Regions from separate parts of the Mus musculus genome. Here region 2 is linked to region 1. A link is a contact called in public Hi-C data. All regions are on one chromosome and are shown on one strand. The core of a region is the stretch at or near the end of the contact, and the rest is flanking DNA. Distances in the headings are between cores, read along the strand shown.

Region 1 (3,626 bases), core at 783-3,282:
TTGTTTCCCACTAAGGTAGAGGCAGTATTGACCCTGGCTTGAAGGCATGGCAGTCTTTCAGTGGGGAGAGCACCCTTCAAAGGCAGCTCTCTTCTTCACCCAAGCCAACAGCCTCTTCTTCTCCTGCCCTGCCTCTGGCCTGTGCTTGTGGACTGGCTCTGATAGCCTAAGCTGGCTGAACTGGTTTATTGCAGGAGGCTCGTTAGCCCACAGGAGAGGACAGCCCTTTGCAGCTAAAGCCAGGTGCAGCAGAGCTGTTTGAAGTAGCCAGTGACGTCCCATTTTGGCTGGATATCCCATAGGGTGCCAAGATTCTTGGGCCTTTTCTCAAACAGAGAATTCACTGTTGGCATATTTGTCTTATTATTTTATTGGGTTCTTATATCTCTACCTCCCTTCCAACCCTTATTCCTTTCAACCCCAACACTGGATAGGAGAGAAAGAAGATTAGAGGGAAAGGGGGTGTGGTGTAGACCTCTCTGGCCTATTTCCTGCCAATTTGGGTCTTTGGATTCCTTGGGGTAAGTCCAATCTTAGTCATCAGAATATCTGGCCATCCAGAAAACCAGAAGACAAGCTATAGCAAACCCACCAGCAGCAGTGGGGGAAGCAACTGGAAGAGCATCAGCCAGCCCCACAGGCCCTCTTTGGGATCTCCTGTTTATGCCTTCTTCAGAGTCTTCTATCACACACACACACACACACACACACACACACACACACCACCTAGAAACAATCACAGTTAATTGCTGTGGACAACCTGAAGCAGCCCCATATCCCACGCTTGAGAATTAAATAAAAAATATATATTCACATAAAGAACTGTATTTTTTTTTTTAAGAAACCAAAACTCTCACTACAATTCACCATCTTTTGGGGCTCCTGGTCTTTTGTAAGAGCAGAGCTGGGACCACCTTCCTCTACACTGCCGTCTTTTCCTCTACTGGACAGAAAAGGAAAACCCCATTAGCCAATCTCCCCTGTGACTCACTTGGCCAGGAGATGTAGCAGGCTGACTGTGGTCAGTGTGGAGCAGTGAGGGGCAAACCCTCTCAGTCTCACCACCTCCTAGGACACAAGTGATGTTTAAAATGTTTGCAATGCTCTAGGAAAGTGGACCGGAGATGCCTCTCAGCTGTACAGTGCTTGCCTGGTATACACATAGCTGCAGCTTAATCCCTAGCTTAAAAAAAAGAGGAAGCAGAAGAATCCGAAGTTCAAGGTCATCCTCAGCCACACAGTGCGTTCCAGGCCTGCCTGGGATACAAGAAATAGAGTCTTACCTGTAATAGATTTGAAAAACAACGGCACAGAATGCCTCGGGTAAGATCGCTGATACCAAAATCACGTCCCTCTCCGACAACAGAACCAGTTAAAAGCCCTCTGTTTTCAGACTCTTTGATCTTAATTCAAATTAACTAAGACATTGTCTAGACTTTACCTAAAGTTTTCAAGGCTACAAATCAAATTAGATCTGTCCTAACAGAAAACACAAATTATGGATGGAAGAGAGCCCCCATCAACTGGCAGAGAGAACGATGGCAAGACGCTACCAGAAGGTGGCGGTGTTGTGCTTCGAAACGTCTCAAAGGTTGCCTGGAACTTGAAGCTTGAAGCGGAGACTCAAAACTCCGTGAGTTTATTGTTTTTGACATTCTCTACTCTTCCCTCTTCTAATGAAGAGTGTAGCACGGCTCTGTTGAGCATTTTGCCCGTAAAAATCCTTAAAATGCAAACGCCGACAAGAATACTGGTTTTCGTTTAAAAGCAGACCAACCAGGCAAAATTTCCTGCTGGAAGCTCTGCACAGGAAAGCAAAGGTCCTAGGACCTTAAGAAAACTTGGGTACACACGACAAAAACTGTATTCATAAAACCAACATTCTAACTTACGAATAATAACTAATAACGTACATAGAACTTACTAAGGCATTGTGAGAAAGAACAGAAATTATTCTCTACCATTCTCAGCTTTCTTGGACAGCAGCAGCAGTAATGACAGTCAGTGGCTGCTCTAAGTCTTTTTCTCTACTAAGCAGAGGCTCTTGTTCAGTAGCTTAAGCCCAAAGCACTGCGTGAGCACCACATATGTATTCTCTGGCTTCGGAGAGTCATGGAGGCGGCCACTGCTGTGTCACCCATTGTGGAAACAGAGTCATGGGCGTTGGTGGGGGGTGAAGGGTGAGGGGTGGGGGCGGAGGGTGGGGGCGGGGTTGTTTAGCTTCCTACCATTTTACTGTGTTTACAGGTCAGAGGGCAGTGGTCAGTTAACACCTACTACTCGCTCCTCTCCACCTTCTTGGTTTGAGATCCTTTTACTTATTCCTGAGGGCACAGAGGTTGATGCTGGTGAGGGAGAAACACGTCCACACTGTAGCACACCAGTCATGCATTTTTTAACATGAGCGTTTATGGAAATTGACTCCTAGTGTTTAGACACAGTCTTTTACTTCATTGGTTATTTATGATGCTTTGGGCATGGAAACGTGAGCTAGACTTGAAGGCTGGCGAAGGGAAGGGACTGAACTACCAACAGCCTTGCCCTCTCGCAGAGGAAAAGAAAATTCTTGCTTTCTCCAAACTGTATTCCAAAATAAATAAATAAATAAATAAATAAATAAAACTTCAAAGGATTACATTACCAGGATTCCAGCCATCTTTTTTCCATAAATTTTAAAAGTGAATTGTTTAATGCCTTTAGTGGAGTAAAATAGTTCAGAGAAGGGCAATATTATTATAAATAAGGAGCAACATAAACTTAACATAATGGATGCACTTACAGATGGATTTTGCTAATTTATTAATGGTATTGCTACTACAGGTTTATTTGTTTAACTAATAAAATGGGTATTGTGGAAATTAGCGCAGCATTTGATTTGAGATGTTGGAAAATAATAAGGATTTGAGGACGGCAGAAATAATAATAGTGTTCGGTCCCTCAGTGCTGACACAGTCTTCTCCAGCTTGAACGGAGAGAAGGAAGAATCGTTATTTAAAGCCTACATGTGAGATTTATTGAGGGACATTAGAAATTTGCGGTAGATACAGTCATGGGAGTACATTTCTAATAAAAGATTCCCCCATACAACCGTGAGTGGCTGTGCACAGGCAGGCATTGAGTCTTAGCAGCGAACCATCATTCGCTTGGCTGTATATCTCCCAAACTGAGACCTCCTAATGAGCCTCCAAGATGGCTGGCACATCTGCTGTCTTCAGAGAAGCAGAGACATGCTTGGCTCTGGGTCCAAACCATTACTCCTCACTTCACATTGAGATCCTATCTAGGAAGACTGTAAGCATATTGAAGGTGCCTGGAGTACATCGGAAAGCTGGGACCTTCTGGCAGGAACTAGTGGGACAACCCACTTGTGTTTCCGGAGGAAGTCCCATGAGTCACACATCACCATTCTCGAGTGTCAAGAAATCACTCCAATCTCTGTTTTAACAAAGCCAAATGATGGTGTGACCAGGGTAAGTAAAATGTAGCAAAGGAGACATCAGGACCACCCTGATTGGACAGGCTTCCCTCCAGCCAGGGGACACCTAAGGATACCGGAAGTCTCCAGGAGATTTGCTAATAAGGGCCAAGTTCGTTACCGCAGATGGACAGATTCTGGACCCTCCTGA
Region 2 (3,626 bases), core at 304-2,803, 520 kb after region 1:
TTGATGCCAACCATGCACACTGGGCTGGGGGTAGAAAGAAATGGCTAATCAGAAAACCAGGCCCTTATTATGAATGTTCAGTGAGATGAAGTTTGTGCAGCTTTTATTGGCCAAACAAATAGTTTTCTGGTTCTATTGAGTAATATAAGACTGAAAGAAAACACTCTCTGTAGTCAAAAGAATAGGAGTGGCCTAAATCTCCTTGGTATCTGGAGTTACTGTGTTAAAAAAACACTCCTAAGAGCATACAATAAGAGGACATGCAATGCTTTTCCCTAGTCCCCAAACTCAATTTTACTTTTGCTTTCACACAGGTTACTGCAGGCTCCTGGCTTCAGGCTGGGGAGTATGAACAATCCAATACGAATGTGCAGCTTCCTCCATCCCTCCTCTCTGCCCCACTTTGTACCTGATCCCTGATGGCCTCTATGGAGGTTAAATGTTTAATTTCAGTTATACAAAGGTCTGTTGAGTTTCTCAAGCTATGCAGTAACTCCAAATGTACCACATAACAGGGAGAAGCCAGGTAGAAAACACATTTGCACCCCACCCCCCGCAGTAGTGTGTCATCATTTCAGCATCTGAAACTGGTACTCGGGCAATTGAAGCAACAATTATTTCTGTATTTGCCACCCCACCCCCAGTAAACCAAACAAATACTGTTATTACTTTTGGACAACCTAATCTCTTCCTTTGAAGTAAAGGGGAACGGGAAGAAGAACGGGATCAATATTCCACTAATAATCCCCCGGCCCCCAGATTTTGGAAGCTGTGGATAAATAAGTACAGAAAGATATGAATACAGATACGGCTCAGCTGTTGCAGTGTAAGTCAGCAACACAGAGAGGCCGGGGTAAGTGTGGCCTTCAGTGTGCCTGGAATGTTTTGTGACATCATTTTTAGCTGCATGTCTCTACCAATGTCTGGTTTCAAGGACTGGGTCTTAGTCACCTTAGGCTCCTCAGCTCCTACCCAGGAATTCCTATGTACTTGATTCAGGAATCCATGAGAGTGTGGGTATAGACACGTCTAATAACGTAAATAAAGATGAGCCTACATGACCTGCTTACAATTCTGATTGCTTGACTCTAGAACCTCCTACCACAACTACTGATAGAAATATTAGTCTTCTCATGATGTTCAGTGTTCAGATCAACTTGACTTCAAAGCTAGTAAAAGTAGGTCAAGAGAAATGAACCAGACTGCCTATACCTCTGGACTGGACTTAACTTCACACTGCCTATCACCACCTTGCTCTGAGTTATCTGGGTTCATTTGTGTGGATACATTAATCTCCTTCATGGATGGGATGTCAGGGCAGCAGACAGTCTTCCTGTTCTCCACTCCCTCCATTCCAATGTCTTCTAAAAAGCCCAGCATATACTCTGTTCTTAATAATCGTTTATTCAGTAACTTTACTGAGGTGGCAAATGTTCACCCACTGAGAGTCAGACTGCTATTTCAGATAAAGCAAAGGGACTTAGGAACACACTGACTGCTTAGTTACATCACACGCTTGCACGTGCTTCCCGAAGCTGAAGCACAAGTCTCCGGGAAAGGTGCATGGAGAGCCAAGAGAACATGATCCTTGGACAGCAGCCCCATGCGGTGATCAGTGGAAGAGTCGGCCCCATCAGTGTGCGAGGCTTGGGCTGCGTTCTACTGAGATGTTAAAAAGAAAGGGGACTTGCCGCACGGAAGCCAGATGGGCTTGAATGCCATGGAACTTACAGCAGATGGCACTCAAATATTAAGCTAACATTTGCCTATGCTCCAAGACGAGCCGTGTGAAGCTGGTTACATGATGTCTATTTAGAAACAAGCAGCAGATAGGAAAATAAATCTGGTATCGCTAAAGCTGTCTGCTAAAAGCAAACCTAGGCATTATCACCCAATGTACTTTTTGTACAAAGGAAATGTTGATATTCCTAAGGCTGAGTTAAGTCTAACGAAAACACCCAGAACAGGGCAGCAGGAGCCCACTCTCCCCGGAACCTGTTCAAAAAACAGGCTCGGTCTGATGAAGCCGTGAAAATCTGCTTCTGTGAATCCCATGGCAACAGTGGCAGTCCTCAGACAAACACTTTACAAACCAGATTTGTTTTTCTTCTTTCTAAATACCTTTGTGTGATATTTTTGGAAAATGTTGAAATACAACCGGCATTGCGTAAGGTGTAAACACACTGTTCCAAACGCTCCAGTTTTAGATCGGGTGTTTGTTAGTTTCTCACTAACCCACGGTGGTGACTCTGCTGGTAACCCTGCAGCATCCGGCTCTCTGGGGGATGCCCCAGAAAGTCTTGTCAGCTGAAAGTCAGACTCAATAACACTTACAAAGTGCAGTGGCTATCCAGTCAGAGGAGAAGATACTCTCGAGATTTATAAGCAGCGCAATGTCACAGCATATTGGCCATCCACTTTGCCTGGGTTCTTCAAGGCTTCCTCCCAGAGAAGAGGAGTCACGGAATAGTCTCTGATTTTCTCATTAAATCAGAAGTATAAAGACTATGAAATCTTGGTCACCAAAAAGTCAAGAGCAGAGCTAATAAGAGAGTCATACAACCATGTGAACAGTGAAGAATCTCATAATGATTCTCTATGTGTAAAAACTTTCCTGGTAAAAAATGTTTGTCATAGACAAAGGAGCCCTACCTAATAACCAACTAGCACACAGAGCGTTGCCCTGATTTCTGTCATCATTTAAGACACCTTTGCTCACATGCTAATTAAAATAGATCAACTGAAAGGGGGGAATTGGAAGAGTATTAGAGAAATATGACATATTTATTTAAAGTATCAATAGTTCTGAGGTTATGCAAGAAAAATGTTTCTGGTTTTGGATATGCACATTGAAACATTTCCATGATAGCAACTTTATTTTTAAAATACTTCCCCCAAAACCAATACAACCAACATGACAGGATCCTAGTGCTAAATTCTGCCAAGTTATAAATGAAAACTCATCCTGTTATTCTAATCTGTGAGTTGAAATTTTGCTTAGAGATCATTTTTAAATATCTCAATGTATAGATTATGGAGACTCATTCCAAATCATTAGTTAGAGTCAGGTATTTGAAGAGTCAGTCTTTACCTGCTACCAAAATATATATTGTTAATGGGCAGAAGTTCCTTGTCAATGCGTCTCAAATCCTGCCCATGGGCTTTAAAAAGGTGTGACGTGGGTAAAGAAGAAACAGCAAACAGTCAAGTCCTTCCAGTAGCACGCCTCCTTCCCACCGCTGAGACAAGAAGTTCTATGTGAAGCCTATTTCCTATTTGCTACATTGCACCATCCAAAGAGTGCATAGGCAAGCTTGTTTTCCATTTAAGATAACTGAAAGGGGTTTTTATGCAGACATTTTTTTATGAATGGAGTAACATTTTATGTGACAAACTCTCAAACCGTTGCTTATCTAGTCTAAAGGAGTCACCCCATATTTGTTATTGTGAAAACATTAAATCCTGCCTCACTGTTATTCAAATGTCTCGGAAATACCCGTTTACCAGAAGGTAGCAGTCCTGAAAAACAATGCAGACAAACCTTTATGTGGGAAGCTGCCTGATCTGAGGGTGATGTGCGGAGGGCAGCAACCTGGTATATGTCACACTGGATTCAAACAAGTCAT

Evidence for each region. Hi-C and Micro-C count contacts between places; a contact is called where the count stands out from the background.
Region 2: a Hi-C map of liver shows a contact between it and region 1, with 2.3 times the contacts expected there. The contact joins two enhancer-like sites. A contact is called at or near these places in 1 of 484 Hi-C or Micro-C datasets (liver), 1 of 115 datasets of contacts at active chromatin or transcription factors (embryonic stem cells) and 1 of 9 other capture datasets (embryonic stem cells).

The regions. Positions count from the first base shown.
Region 1 is chr12:71,767,064-71,770,689 of GRCm38.p6, forward strand. No RefSeq gene overlaps it. Among named protein-coding and RNA genes, the nearest start is that of Daam1, 62 kb to the right of the region's middle. Within about 2 kb of position 2,033, at least 16 of the 459 cell types and tissues checked have an H3K27ac peak or open chromatin away from gene starts, as enhancers often do. A contact at or near this core is called in liver, where this site is marked.
Region 2 is chr12:72,283,903-72,287,528 of GRCm38.p6, forward strand. The region is part of intron 3 of Rtn1 (reticulon 1); the gene reads right to left. Among named protein-coding and RNA genes, the nearest start is that of Gm52013, 26 kb to the left of the region's middle. Within about 2 kb of position 1,554, at least 38 of the 459 cell types and tissues checked have an H3K27ac peak or open chromatin away from gene starts, as enhancers often do. A contact at or near this core is called in liver, where this site is marked.